Linked DNA regions of Zea mays: all the other regions are linked to region 2. Evidence: chromatin contacts called from public Hi-C data. All regions are on one chromosome and are shown on one strand. The core of a region is the stretch at or near the end of the contact, and the rest is flanking DNA. Distances in the headings are between cores, read along the strand shown. Region 1 holds the start of LOC100284695 (UL36 tegument protein). Region 2 holds the start of LOC100383982. Region 3 holds the start of LOC103626591 (phosphopantetheine adenylyltransferase-like).

Region 1 (4,635 bases), core at 1,212-3,711, 310 kb after region 2:
AATATGCAATGCCGCCCAACTGTAATTAGTAACTCGCTGATGACCGTGTCGGGGCTGTTTGGTTCATGGCCCGCACTTTGTCTAAAGTTAGTTAACCTCAAATATAAAAGTTAGGCAAAATGTGGTAAGTTAGTCATCGAACCAAACATGAATGACTTGCACATTGTTCTCCCAAAGGTCTTGAATCCACCGACTGTTCCTTCAATCATCAGATTATTACATTTCCATTTGACAGTTTGACTCGATATGATCCAGAAGAACAGCAGCTAATGCAGCCTGTGCTGGAAAAGAGGGGGTGCTTATGTCTCCCAGTCAGCAACGGCTCTGTGCTGTGTTGTTTCCCATTGATTGATATTGCATGTTGTATCTTCCGTTCCAGGAGGCAAGCAGCGAAAGAAGTCCAAGCTACGGCAGCCTTGAGTCTGACTCGATCCCACAAGCGAGTGTCCGAGCCAGACGACATTAACCTAACAAATGTTTCCCTTCCCAGGAGAATGAGTCTCCGAGACGCGAGGGTGCGAAAGAGGCTGCGCTGGCTCATGAACTGTTAGACGAGGTAGCTCCAGCTTATTCGCTGCGGCTTTTATGGTGTGTTTGGTTGGTGGAGTCACTCTATGCTTCATGAGGTGATGCATCATAATTTTATTCCATTAATTTTGGTGGAATCAACCCACTCCTTATTGGGGTGTTTGGTTTGAGGAATCACTTCATCCAAAATATAGTGGTGCATCATGGGTCCATTCCTCAAATTTGGTGGGATGACCTCATTCCTCATATTAGTACTAACTAACTAACTATAATGAATGAGGTGATGATGGATCAACTCATTCCATTCCACAAACCAAACAAAAAAGTGAGGAGTGAGAAGATAATGGACTAGCTCATTCCTCAAACCAAACAGCCTATATGTATATACTAATTATTAGCTTATGAGGAATGAGGCGGTGATGGATCAACCCATTCTATTCCACAAACCAAATAAAAAAAAGTGAGGAGTGAGAAGAAGATGGATCACTTCATTCCTCAAACCAAACACACTATTAATGTGGCTACGGATTCTATATTATTCTGTCTCTAGTCCGAACAACTATTGTGGCTATAGGGCAGCCGAACGAGGTAACTCGGGAGCAATGGCGCTAATGCAAGTGCAAAGTTTTGAGATGCAACCGCATGCTAGATTCTGACACATCTCCTGGGTTTCCCAAAATTTCCTGATTTGAATAATTTAAATAATGTGCTGCTTCGTCTAGCATTGGATTATCGGATATGCTGCTCTGCTCGACGATGAACAACCTCGGTGGGGGCAGGTGGACTGTGTCGGTGTCACGAAAACAATGCTGCGACTGCGACCGAACCTGAGATGAGATGCTTTGAATTCGTAAATAAACCGAGACGAACTATAATTTGGAACGGACCACGTGAGCTAGGAAAAGGATGAACGGGAAACTTTTTGTTTTTTACGCTCCAGGCCGGACACGGACAGCCGACCGGCCGTGAACCTTGACGATCGGCTCGGCGGCGAGGGGAGCTCGATCCGACCCGAGCGCACGCGCTGGACGTACGACGACGAGCACCGTACGCTCGGCTCAGTTGTGGTTCCACGACGGGCCGGACGGCGGGGTGTGAGCGCGGCCGCCGACCGTCGTACTCGCTGCCCGGTGGCGGTGACCGCCGTCCTGCGCCCGCGCAACAGTAGCGGCGCCACCGTTACTCGCCCCCTCGCGCACCGGCCTGATGGCGCCGCCGCACGGCGCGCGGAGGAGCACGAGCACGAGGAGCGCGGCGACGAGTGCCACGGCCCGCTGCGGCGGGACGCGCAGCGGCGACGACGACGGCGAAGAGGCTTCCGCCATGGCGTACGAGCGAGCGACGAACGGTGTGATGGGCCGGCCCGGCGGGTAGTCGAGCGAAAGTAAAGGGTCGGGACCGGAGCTGGGCGGCTGGCCGGGCGCCGCTGCCAGCGGTGAGTGGGTGGAGATGGTCGAGAGGTGGATGGAGTATGGACCGGTTCTCGGGTGCCCTGTTGGTTGGCAGAGTTAGAGTGTGCTCCTCTGCTCCTGCTTCCTGGCGTGGCGTGCATGTGTATGGCGTGGCTAGACAGCTAGACCCAGACCAAGACCATGCAGTGGGATTGTGGGAAACTGGGTCTGGGAGTGCACAAGCGGCCGTACGTGTCTCGCGGGCCGAGCATGCACGCATCTTGGTCAGCAGCTAATCTGATGTTTTTTAGCAAATGAATGCCGACTGTCAACTCAACTGAGCAGCACAAGCTGACAGTTTGGTGGGCCGTGATCAACGCTAGATCTCAACCCCACGCATCCAGTCCGGTCCAGCCCGACTGCACGTTTCATTTGGGCTGCTCCGGTCCGGTCCAACCCGACTGTCAACTCAACAGAAGCAGAAGCTTTCTCACTAGTACAGATGGCAACGGCCAACGGGTAACCACCGAGTATTACTATCCCAGACTCGTACGGAAAAACAGCCCAGTGTATTCCTCTGCCTCCACCCACATGGCGCTCCAGGCGCAGCAGCAGGCCACCCCGTCGCCGACGCGCGACAGGGCGGGCAGCGGCGAGTGGCTGGCCGACACGGAGAAGCTCCCCGGCGCCGCCGCGTCCCCGGAGGACGTCGTCGTCGCCTCCACGCACCACGCCGCCGCCGCCGCCAGGTACGTGCCGCCGCGCGCCACGTCGCACACCGCCGAACCGAACCCTGGCCGCGGCGGCGGAGGCGGGTGGTACTCGTGGAACGGCGGCCGTCGCGCTCGCCACGATCCGCCCGCGCCGCGGCGGCAGCAGCCCGCGAAGACGCCCCCGCCCGCCCCGCCTCTGCCTGCGGCTCCCCCTCCCCCTCCCGCTGCCTCTCCGGCTCCAGCTCCAAGGGCCCCGCCTCCTCACGCGCAGGTCAGGTCGGCCGACCGGGTCGTGCCCGCCATTCTGTCGCGCAAGCGCCGGGCCGCGGTGATGCAGCGCGCCGCGCTGCTGGCCAGGGCCGCCGCCGCGGGGCTCTGCCTCGCCGCGCTCGCCGTGCTCGCCTCCGACACTCGCAGGGGCTGGGCCCGCGACTCCTACAGCAACTACGCCCAGTTCCGGTACGCGCGCGCACACGAAATCCCCTTGATTCCTACGGCGCTCACTCGCCTCGCCTGCTAGGGTTTTCTATGTATAGCTTGGGTTGGCGACTCCGTTCACGCGTAAGCCATCCGTTCTGCTGCGTGCGCAGGTACTCGGAGGCCGTCAACGTCGTCGGCTTCCTGTACTCGGTGTTCCAGTTCGTCGCGCTCGCCGAGCTCATGAGGAGGAACAAGCATTTGATTCCCCATCCCAAGCGTGATCTCTTCGACTTCACCATGGATCAGGTGTGTGCCTGCTGCCTCGTGTCGTCTTTACCGCTCGCTCTTCGTAGGCTTGTTTACGGCTGTGCAAATGGTTGCCCTCCTTGCTATGATGTTACACCGAGGAAGAGGAATTGGTAGAAGTCGTCTTACTGAAGCACAGTATAGGCTTTTTAATCTGGTGGTGAAGGAGATGACTTACTTGTGATTGCTGATACACTCCTTGGTTAATTTATGCTCCCTCCATTTGCTGCCTGGATTGAAGTCGGCATGGTTAGTTCATCGCCTCTTCATATGATACGCACCAAATGCCTGCATTCTGATCGTCCTATCCTGTGCTAAACTTTGCGTCATCCAAATTTGTGATGAATATTTGTGGATGTTAATTGCTACTTATCTGAAGTTGAGTAGAGAATATTCAACATCAGCCTGGAAATAAAACCTAGCTTACTCTTGATACTTTATACATGAGGATCAGCAAGATCATTGGCATGTTCGACATATCTCATTTTCACGTTCATTGCATCCATGCTCAAATGTAAATTGAGTGAGTGAGCAATTGATGAGCATGAGCTTGCTTAGTTAATATGTCTTCACAACGAATATGTGCTCAAGTGCATAGAGTTACAAGACCATAATATTGGTGTGCAGCACCTTTACTGTGATGTCACTGTACTAGTGTCAATTATACTCCTTATTTTGTCAGTTACACAAACTTGATACTGCCTCCTTGTCACTTACATTTGAGGTGACATATCTCCATTCCTCCCTGTTTCTAAGCACGTGATAGCTAGTGCCAGAATTGACTTTGTGAAAGGTTAAATAGATAGTTTAGATGGCTAACTTCAACAAGTATCCCACAAACACAATAGTTTCAGGGTTGAAACTTGCAGTGTTATTAAGTCATTCAATTAATCACGGTTAGTAGTCCTAATCGCTACTCTGGACTCGACTAGGAGCTACAACCTGATTAGACTGATTACTTTTCTAGACATGTGATGACTAATCATGATTAGTCAGGCGGCTAGGGGGTGAGCAGCAAGAAACATATTGCAATTGCTGAGCAGCTGAGACATTGGGTGCATCTACTATGGCTGGAGCCACTTCGGTTTAAGTTTTTGGGATTAATTTTTTTGGACCAATTTGCAACCCTTCCCATCCTAACTGCTGCTGGTCTGCGAGGATGAGCTCACGATCATGGTACTTCCTCCATTCCTCCATTTTCTTGAGATCTTATTCCTGAATCTTGACTGCTGCAGTAGCGGTGTAGCAATTCCTGTTTGTTCTGCTTTTCTGCCATT
Region 2 (4,746 bases), core at 1,087-3,586:
ATTTTAAGCTCGTCAACCCACAGAAAAAGCACGTGATCTCTCGACAGCTCGACAGACTGATTGCTGCAGCAGCAGTGAATCCAGTCGTCTGACGTGGACACCCATTCCAACACGGCCAAGATTTGGACGAACCACACGGCCCGAGCACGTGGTGCCTAATCAATCTGACCACGCAAGTAACTGGGCAAACATGGCGGGCTAATCAGACGACGTAGGCGTTCAACTTCAAAGACACCCCCGTCTCGACTCTCGAATGCCTCCGGACCCGCGAGTAAAGAGAGACGCTTTCAAACATGACGAAAAGAAAAAAGAAAACAAGACCAGCCAAACATCAGTATAGTCCGTGTGCACATGTTTCAAAACTCAAAAGCAAAATCTAGTGTCTCCAGCACGCAGTGTAAAAATTGACTGGTACGTATAATAAAACGATTTGTTTTGTATATGCGTTTCAAAAATACGTAATGAAAATTTCGCTGTTCCCCTCCTATGTTCCAAAATTAATGGTAAGTCTATTTGGATCGGTATAACCGTTACCGGAATCGGTCGCTTTTTTGACGAGTGTTTTCTATCGGGCACTCGAATTCGGTAAAGTCCTCCTCTCGGTAACGACCACGTTTACCGAGAGCAGGACTCTCGGCATAGGAAGATACTTTGTTGAGTGTCAAACACTTGACGAACGACGGTGCTCGGCAAAGGACCGTTAGCAGCCGTCTATAGCTGACGGTCGTTATATTTGTCGAGCGCCGGACTTTAGCACTCGACAAATAAGCTACTTTGCCGAGTGCCTCAAACCTGAGGCTCGCAAACCATGCTTTGTCGAGTGCCACCATTAAACATTCGGCAAAGTATATTTTATTTTTTCCTTTTTTCCAACCAAACTTTTTTGTGGTATGTTTCTACACTATTTAAATTTACATGTTTCATTTTGGCACAATTATCAAAATGTTTGCTATAACTATTAGATTTTGTTCTTTTTAATTGAATTTACTCGGGTAATTCAGATTTGTACTGCAAGTCACTTGAAGAATGGAAAACCGTGAATACAAAAATGATATTCATGTTATTTAGCACAAGTTACGACCGATTTAAGAGCAGACCGGAATTTTTGAGCACCATACTCACGTAACATCACCGCGAACTTGCGATCAAGTTGTTTAAAAATTGTATAAAACCCAAACAAAGTCAAAAAAATCATAAAACTTGTCCACATGTCATGATATGTAGAGTCTGTGATAAAAAATTGAAAAATGTTTCATGATATTATATGTAGAGGTTGTGATGTATATGTGATATCTATGATGTATATGTAATATCTATGATTATTATGTGATATCTTTTATTTGTTTGGATGGAATATTAAAAACAAATAAAAAAGGTGTATACTGGTCACTTTGCCGAGTGCAACACTCGGCAAAGACCCTCTTAGCTGAGTGTCAAGGCCATAGCACTCGGCAAAAGAAGGAACATTTGGGCACCGATAAAGCCTCTTTGTCGAGTGCTACGACCCTGACACTCGACAAAAAAACAAGCTTTGCCGAGTGCCTCCTAGGACACTCGACAAAGAAACTGACAAAGGGGTTCGCCGATGAACTCGTTGCCGAGTGTCACCTAATACACTCGATAAATAAAATTATCTTTACCGAGTGTCATCTAGTAGACTCGGCAAAGGCGTCGTCTCCGTCACCAGCCGCCATGACGGCGCCTTTTCTTTGCCGAGTATTGGGCGACACTCGAAGCCCGATAATAAGTACTCGGCTAAGAAGCTGTTGCCGATATACAGTTCACAAAGCTATTTTTGTCGAATGTCACACTTGTCAAAACATTCGCTGAGTGTTTTTCAGGTTTTACCGAGTGCTTCAGACACCCGGCAAAGAGTCTTATTCTGGTAGTGAACTAAGAAGTCGTTTAAAATAGATTTTACTATTTTTTAAATCATGCGACAGGGAGTCTACGGAATCAAATATCATCTCGAAAGCACTTTGAATACGAGATCAAATTTTATATAGTAAACTTGCTGGTATGTGATTTGAATAACCGTTAGGCAAAGTTTATAAAATTTGGCTTGTTTATCTCTGATAAATGTCATAATGTAGGGGCATATTATAAGAAAGATAGCGCGAAAGGGTGGTCTTGAAAGACAGTATAAATTGCATGTAGTCGAACTTTACAACCATCAGCTAACAACTTTTAGCTGTTGTGATATAAAATCGATACTGTACTACTAGTAGATTTGTTATCAGATGTGATATCCAGTAATCATAGATTCGTACTCGTAAACAGTATAAATATATAAAATATAAATGGATGGATACATTTATTTAATGGCCCACGGATTAGTTAAACCCAAGTCCGATCCAAAACCCAATCCCTCCAGCGGCACATCCACCAACGCATCAATAATATTCCATGGATCCCAGCGGGGCCCTCCAATCGCCGTCCGCCACCTGGCGCCACTGGTCAATAACACAAGCGGCCGCCCGAGCGCTGACCTGCCGCGCCGCGTGGTCTCAGTATTTGCTGAGAGGAGTGGTGAGATTTGGGAAGCTGCGGCTCGACATTGCGTCCTGTGCTTTGCTTGCCGCGTCGTGGATCGTCGTCGCATGCGGAGCCAGCCAAGCTGGACACGGTGACGGAGATAGAGGCCGACATGGACGGCGTGCTCCAGCGATTCGACGTCGACCTCCTCCTCGACGGCCACGGCCACGGCGACGACAGCTTATGTGAGGAGCGGCGCTCTAGCTCCTCGATCCGGCTTTCGGATCGCTGGTTGCTCATGGCTGTTTCGGTGGGTGGATCCGTGTGTGTGCGTGCAGGTGGGAGCGAGCGGAGGAGCGCGAGCGGCGGCGGCGCGCAGGACAAGGCGGGCATCGACGGCGCGGTGAAGGAGCGGATCGCGCGGGCGCTGAGGATCTACAAGGACGCGGCGGGGCTCGACGGCGGGGCGCTGGTGCAGGTGTGGGCGCCGGCGCGGGACGGGGGCCGGCGCGTGCTGGCCACCCGGGGCCAGCCCTTCGTGCTGCCGCCGCCGCGGTGCCACCGCCTGTTCCAGTACCGGACGGTGTCGCTCGCGCACGCCTTCCCCGTCGGCGGCGCTGCCGTGCCCGGGGAGCGGGGCCTGCCGGGGCGGGTGTTCGACGCCGGGGAGCCCGAGTGGACGCCCAACGTGCAGTACTACGGCACCGGCGAGTACGCGCGCATCAGCTACGCGCTCATCTACGACATCCAGGCCGCGCTCGCGCTGCCCATCCTTGACCCCGCCACGGGGGCTTGCCTCGCCGTGCTCGAGCTCGTCACCACCTCGCCCAGGCTCCACTTCGCCGCCGACGTCGACAGGCTCTCCGAGGCGCTTCAGGTACCTCCTCTGCTCCAACTCTTTCGTCTGCCTAGCTAAGCTACCTGCCCCATCCATCGCCCAGTCTTGCTGCAGATGCAACAACAGCATACACTATTCGTCTAGTCCATGAAATGTGACCAAATAATGCGATCAAAACGGCGCAATTTCGTCCATTTGGTATTTGGATCTTCTGATCATATCATCTGCTTTCCAAACTCGTGTTCACGTCCATGCCAATGCAATGCAGGCTGTGGCGTTGAGGGGCTCCGAGATCTGCCGCCGCCCAGCACCCGAGGTGCGTGCCGTGCGATGCGAATGCCATCACATGAAATCTAAGCAAAATTTGGGGAAATAAACATTCGATGCCATCGATCACGACCATACCATGTTCATCGACTGATCCAGTCCAGTGCCGTTGATTTCTCACGAGCCAGGCATGCAACGACGATGGGGCGGCGGCTCAGGTGGCCATGTCGGAGGTTGCAGACATCTTGAACCAAGTAGGCGAGGCTCACAAGCTGCCACTAGCGCAGGCCTGGACCAGGTGCAGGCGCTGCAGCACCGACACGGAGCACGCCTCCCTGACGGCTGCCGGCGCACCGTTCTACCTCACCGGCGCGGACCCAAACCCAAACCTGCTCGGCTTCCACGAGGCCTGCGTGGAGCACCACCTGCGGCTACGGTCCGGCCGGGGCGGGCTCGTGGAGGAAGCGGCCGCGGCGCGGCGGCCCCTCTTCTGCGCCGACGTCACCAAGTACTCCATGGACGCGTACCCGCTGGCGCACCACGCGCGGTTCTGCGAACTGTCCGGCTGCCTCGCCGTGTGCGCGCGGCTGCGCCGCGGCGGCGACGAGTCCATGGACACGGACGGCGGCGGCGGCGCCGGCTGGGACGAGTGCGTGCTGGAGTTCTTCCTCCCGCCGGACTGCAGGGACGGCGCGGCGCAGAAGGCGGCAGCGGGCGCCGTCGCGGCTACCATCATGGAGCGGTCTGGCGGTGGCGGTCTGAAGGCGGTCGTGATAAGTGGGTTGCAGGATTTGGTGTTTGACATCGCCGCAGATGGCGAGTGCGTGCTTCGGCCTGATCCTGTGGCCATGGCTGATGATGTTCCTCAGCTTGAGCTGAACGGTCATGGAGGAGACGAGTGGGACTCGGATGAGGAGGGTCTGCATCTGGTGGTAGCTATGGGTACCACCACTACAGACATTGAAGCATCCAAGATGCACCATGACGAACACCATGGTGGCGAGGATCCGAGATCACAAGTTGGCAAGAAGGCGGCGAAAAGGAAAGGCGAGAAAACTGTCAGTTTGGAGGAACTGCAGCGCTACTTCTCTGGAAGCCTGAAAGATGCGGCCAAGAGTCTCGGTGGTGAGTGGAGAAAGATTTTAGGCTAAGAGCAGCTATGGATT
Region 3 (4,506 bases), core at 1,604-4,103, 480 kb after region 2:
TGGTACAACTAAGGCTTTGTTCGTTTGTTTCGGGTGATTGCATCCGGAATCGTTTCAGCTAATCAAAGTTTATATAAATCAGAGAAACAATTCGGTTAGAAATCGTTCCGACCCACCAATCCGGCACAAACGAACAAGGTCTAAAGTTGCAAAGGCTGGCTGCATATTTTTTCTTGGTAGAATATCCTTCGGTCTAAATATGTGAAGAAACTGGAACTTTTCTGTATTGATCAGTCCATGTTTGGGCACAGAAGCACTGTGCCTTTGTATGTGATGGAAGTAGAGAGCTCAAAGTTTAATGTATTTTTTGTTAAAGTACGAACTTCGGTTCATTACTATGCTCCATGTGACTGAACCGCTATGTTTTGCACCCCAACCGGAGTGCCTACTGCTGTATCATCTTGTTTATTCTGTTGCTGCAGCGCCCTCTCGGCTTCCATCTTTCTGAATGCCGTGGAACTTATCTTGTCCCCCGTCGACTCCTCTGGCACCAGCTCTATCACCTCGATCTGCAAGATTTTAATAAACCACATGAGGGTTAGTTTCCCTCTCTCTCACTCTATAATAAAAACAACCATTGCAACCAAACCTGCAACTGAGTGAGCCCTCTCTCTGCTCTCTTCCTGTTGACAGCGTGTCCTCCCGGCAACGTCTCCTTGCTGCTCCAAGGTTCGCATACGATCAGCACCACTACTAAAGAGTAGACGGAGGGAGGGGGCAAAGCAAGAGCATCCCCGACCTGACAATGATGGCCTCAAGGCCTTGGTCAACGATGGATGGGCCGAAAGGGTCGACGATGGGCTCCACACGAACATCAAGGTCGGGCTTTATGAACTGCAGATGGAAAGAGCAGAGTTTTTTTTTGTCAAGTTGGAGCGAGGCAGCTGCATCATACGTACTACTTTGTTTCATCTAATATATAAGTTTTAATCGTCATTTAATTAAGGGTGCCTGTTGCTCATGTGCACGGGATTTACTGGAACAGGAGGATTACCTTAATATAATCCATGGCATTCTGCATCCGCTTCTCGATCGGTTGTATCAGGTCGGCGTACTGCAGGGAACAAAAGCAAAGCAGCCAAAGGGGAAAAGACGGCATCAAACTTCTCTACTACATAAGCAAAGTCAGTCTTTAGATTCTTCAGCTCACTTCTCTACGCCATGACCACCAATATGCAGCTCACATGCACATTTTGTAGACGGGGATATGCTGTTCCATTCAACCAGTGGTTAGTGGCTGACCGCCCAACCTACTAGACTCTATTCCCCCTACCAAACCTTTCAAATCTGAAAAAAAAACCTTTGAAATCTGGAACCCTGTCCATGTTCAATGAACCTGCATACGACCGTGAACCAGTAGTATGGTTTCCCACCACCTGAAACGCTAAACCCGGCCATTGTTCGATGATCATGACATGGGGCCATTATTTGGTGATCATGACATGGTTTTAGTGTTTGATGTCGACCTATTCCTGTGGACTGTGGTGCCTCTCAGCCGTCTCTGATTGCGCTAGATTACCACCACTCGTCAGCCCATACCCCCATTGGTTCGGTCCCATTGCGGTTGCGCTATAATTAGGGGGGCTGTTTGGATGCTAAGAATTAGCCACCTAATCTGCTAAAAGTAGCCAATAACCAAACTATTAGCTGCGTTCAACTAATTTTAGCAGCTAACTGTTAACTGTAGTGCATTTGAACACCGGTGTTTAGATGCAGAGATAATAGTTCTTTGATAAAAAAATTATTAGTCGAATTAGCTAGTTTGCTAAAGAAAAGCTAATAGTTAAACTACTAGCTAGACTGTTTAGATGTCTTTGATTAATTTTAACAGCTACTCTAGTGCATCCAAACATGGTAGCATAGTTTGAGACCGCAAGCCATCCTACCTACCTCCGTTCAAAGTTCCAAATCGAGGCTACAGACTTGAGACGGCTTGGCTTGCAATTTGAAAGGGAGCGGCCGAGCGAGCATGCGTTGATGGGGATCACATGTGGAACATGCAGCTGGGGCGTGTGTGTGGGTTGAGACGTCTGACGTCCCGGGATTTTAAAAAGCCTGACGTTGCTGTGGCATCCGCTGCGCGGCATGCAGGGACGCGATGGTCGGGGTTTGTTTTAGCGTGGAATAAGCAATGGCGTGATCGGGCTCTATGCAAGCGTGCTTGCGTCGATCGGGTTTGGATTAGAAGCGAGAGTGTATTGTCGGATGCATCCGGCCAGTTGGCGCGAAAGCTGACCTGTTTCTTGGCGAGCATGGGGCCGTCGCAGACGCCGACCACGATCCTCTCCCTCGCCAGCTCCGCTGCCGCCTGCCACAACGTGGATTCTTTATATGTTTTCGGAAGAGAAAGGGGGACGAACCGAGGAAACGGGAAAATCATCGTTGTTAGGAATAGATTAGTAAAAACCAGAATAAACAAACACACACACACAAAAAGAAAGAAAGAAAAGAAAGGAGGGGAATCGAAGGATCAGCTGAAGTTTCAACGCTTCGAACACACACAAACGCGCACACGCAGGCAGCGAAAGAGACGACGACGATTGGACTGTTATGCCCAAGAGTGGAGACCTTGTTGCCCGTACCGTACCTTCAGGAAGAGATGGTGGCCCTGGTGCAGGCGGTCGAAGGTGCCGCCGATCACGACGGCCGCGTAGCCGGCCGGTGGCTGCCGTCTGCCCCCGGCCTCCTCCTTCACGGCGCCTTCGCCGATGACGCTGGCGGAGGCGTCAGCCACCGTGCCCACGGCCGGCCCTTTCTCCACCGCTCCTGACCCCTCCTCCATGGCCATGGCGCGCTCCGGCCGAACAAACAGGCGCGCGGCCGGGTTTTTGGCTGGTTGGTCAGTGGCGTCGCGGCCTCGCGGGTGCGTGCGCCTGGTTTTGAGGCTGCTCTCCTCCTACTCCTGAGTCCTGACCTGTCCGCCTGTTCACTGATAGGTGGGTCCGGTTCAGCCTACAAAGGGCCTCGTCCTACTTGTCCTCGGTAACAGAGCCACGACTACACGCCAGCCTCGACCTTGACGGGGCTACCGGCCAGAGTGACTATGTGTTCTAAATTTTACAATATAAGATAGTGACAATGTGTTCTAAATTTTACAATATAAGATATAAAATTAAATCAGATTAAAATCGAGAACTATTTATATTTATTTTTAAATTAAAAATTATTTAGAGTTCTACTATTTTACAAAGAAGCATTTAAATCCAATCCATTATCACTCCTAGCTAAGCGGCTACCTAGTGGTGCTATGCAGCTTGAGGTCAAGAAGGCGATGCACGCACAGACGCACTAGACCTAGCAGTGGCAGGGAGTAGAGATGGAACACGATTCTCGTATAGAATAGAACAGCGAGACATGGAATCGCGCACCCCGGTACCGGTTCGTTCCACTGCGAGCCGGGATGGATGCAGCGTGCTCCACCACAGTGGCATACCACACCCATCCATACTCAAAAGCGCTGTACAATGGCTGCGAGCCGGGAGTGTTCGGCCGCTCAGCCCAGCGCAGCAGCGCTGCCACGGCTGCGGAATCGCTGTACAATGGCTGCCTCACAGCGCTGCAACCAGCCAGCGAACAGGCTCAAACAAAGCAAGCATACAGTATCTCAATAACCTCAGGCAAACATCTTTGGGAGCCTACCATCAGATTTTCTGAGTGGCAAAGAAACACCTATCCATTCTCAGAACAGAGTAACAGACCAAACACAGATAGATTCGACGGCCCTGCCTGTTGGTCATGACACCTCGACCGTGGAGCAGACCTTGAGGAACTCGTCGATCTTGGCGGAGTACACGTGGGGGAAGCTCCGGTAGTGGTCCACGTGCGGCGACGAGACGAAGTCGTGGGCGAACACGCTGCGCCCGAGGGACCTCTGCGACTCCACGAAGCGCTCCACGCACTCCGCCGGGATGACTCGGTCGGCCGAGCTGTACAGGTAGAACTGCGGGCAAGGAGGCTGCTGCTCTGAAAGCACCGAGAGAACCTTGCACAGCCGCCTGCAACAGTGTCAGATAGCGGAACAGGCGAACGGCGTACAGTAGTAGATCTGGGGAAAAGAAGATAAGGTCTACAGCTACAGTACAGGAATGCTTAACAGGAGAAGCAAGAAATGGATTCCATGAGTTTGACCCAGAGCCTGGGTTGGATACAGCCAGCTAAGGACTTGTTCGGTTATTCCCAATACACATGGATTGAATAAAATTGAAAAAAATTGAGAAAAAGTTTAACTTGTTTGGAATTCAAATCCATCCAATCCCACTCAATCCACATGGATTGAGAGCTAACCGAACAAGCCCTAACAGTTAGGTGCTAAAAATTAGCTAGGATGGATTCCAAGCAGGCCCAGCTAAGAAAGACATCAACTAACAGTTAACTGGGCATCCAGCTAACAATTGTTTGGATAGCAGGTAACTGGAAGTCGATCGACCGAAACACACTCAACTGATAAAGTATTAGCAACTAGCTATTAGTTAGGCAATTAGTAACAGACATGGTTACGGTTGATAA

The links. A called contact is a pair of places that touch in the nucleus more often than the background predicts.
Region 1: a Hi-C map of ear shows a contact between it and region 2, with 2.4 times the contacts expected there. The contact joins the promoter of LOC100284695 here to the promoter of LOC100383982 in region 2. A contact is called at or near these places in 2 of 25 Hi-C or Micro-C datasets (ear and tassel).
Region 3: a Hi-C map of leaf mesophyll shows a contact between it and region 2, with 3 times the contacts expected there. The contact joins the promoter of LOC103626591 here to the promoter of LOC100383982 in region 2. A contact is called at or near these places in 4 of 25 Hi-C or Micro-C datasets (ear, leaf, leaf mesophyll and 1 more).

Annotation. Positions count from the first base shown.
Region 1 is chr5:78,471,872-78,476,506 of Zm-B73-REFERENCE-NAM-5.0, reverse strand. It overlaps LOC100284695 (UL36 tegument protein), which reads left to right and starts at 2,461. Exons shown (of 3, transcript NM_001196801.1): 1 at 2,461-3,091; 2 at 3,223-3,358. The coding sequence starts at 2,511.
Region 2 is chr5:78,779,488-78,784,233 of Zm-B73-REFERENCE-NAM-5.0, reverse strand. LOC100383982 reads left to right here and starts at 2,336. Exons shown (of 5, transcript XM_008645913.4): 1 at 2,336-2,720; 2 at 2,814-3,352; 3 at 3,582-3,629; 4 at 3,769-4,705. The coding sequence starts at 2,648.
Region 3 is chr5:78,302,495-78,307,000 of Zm-B73-REFERENCE-NAM-5.0, reverse strand. LOC103626591 (phosphopantetheine adenylyltransferase-like) reads right to left here and starts at 2,853. Exons shown (of 6, transcript NM_001329681.1): 1 at 2,588-2,853; 2 at 2,237-2,308; 3 at 995-1,054; 4 at 740-834; 5 at 590-659; 6 at 182-509. The coding sequence starts at 2,788. The coding sequence ends at 336. LOC100191344 reads right to left here. Exons shown (of 4, transcript NM_001136778.1): 4 at 3,550-3,995. The coding sequence ends at 3,734.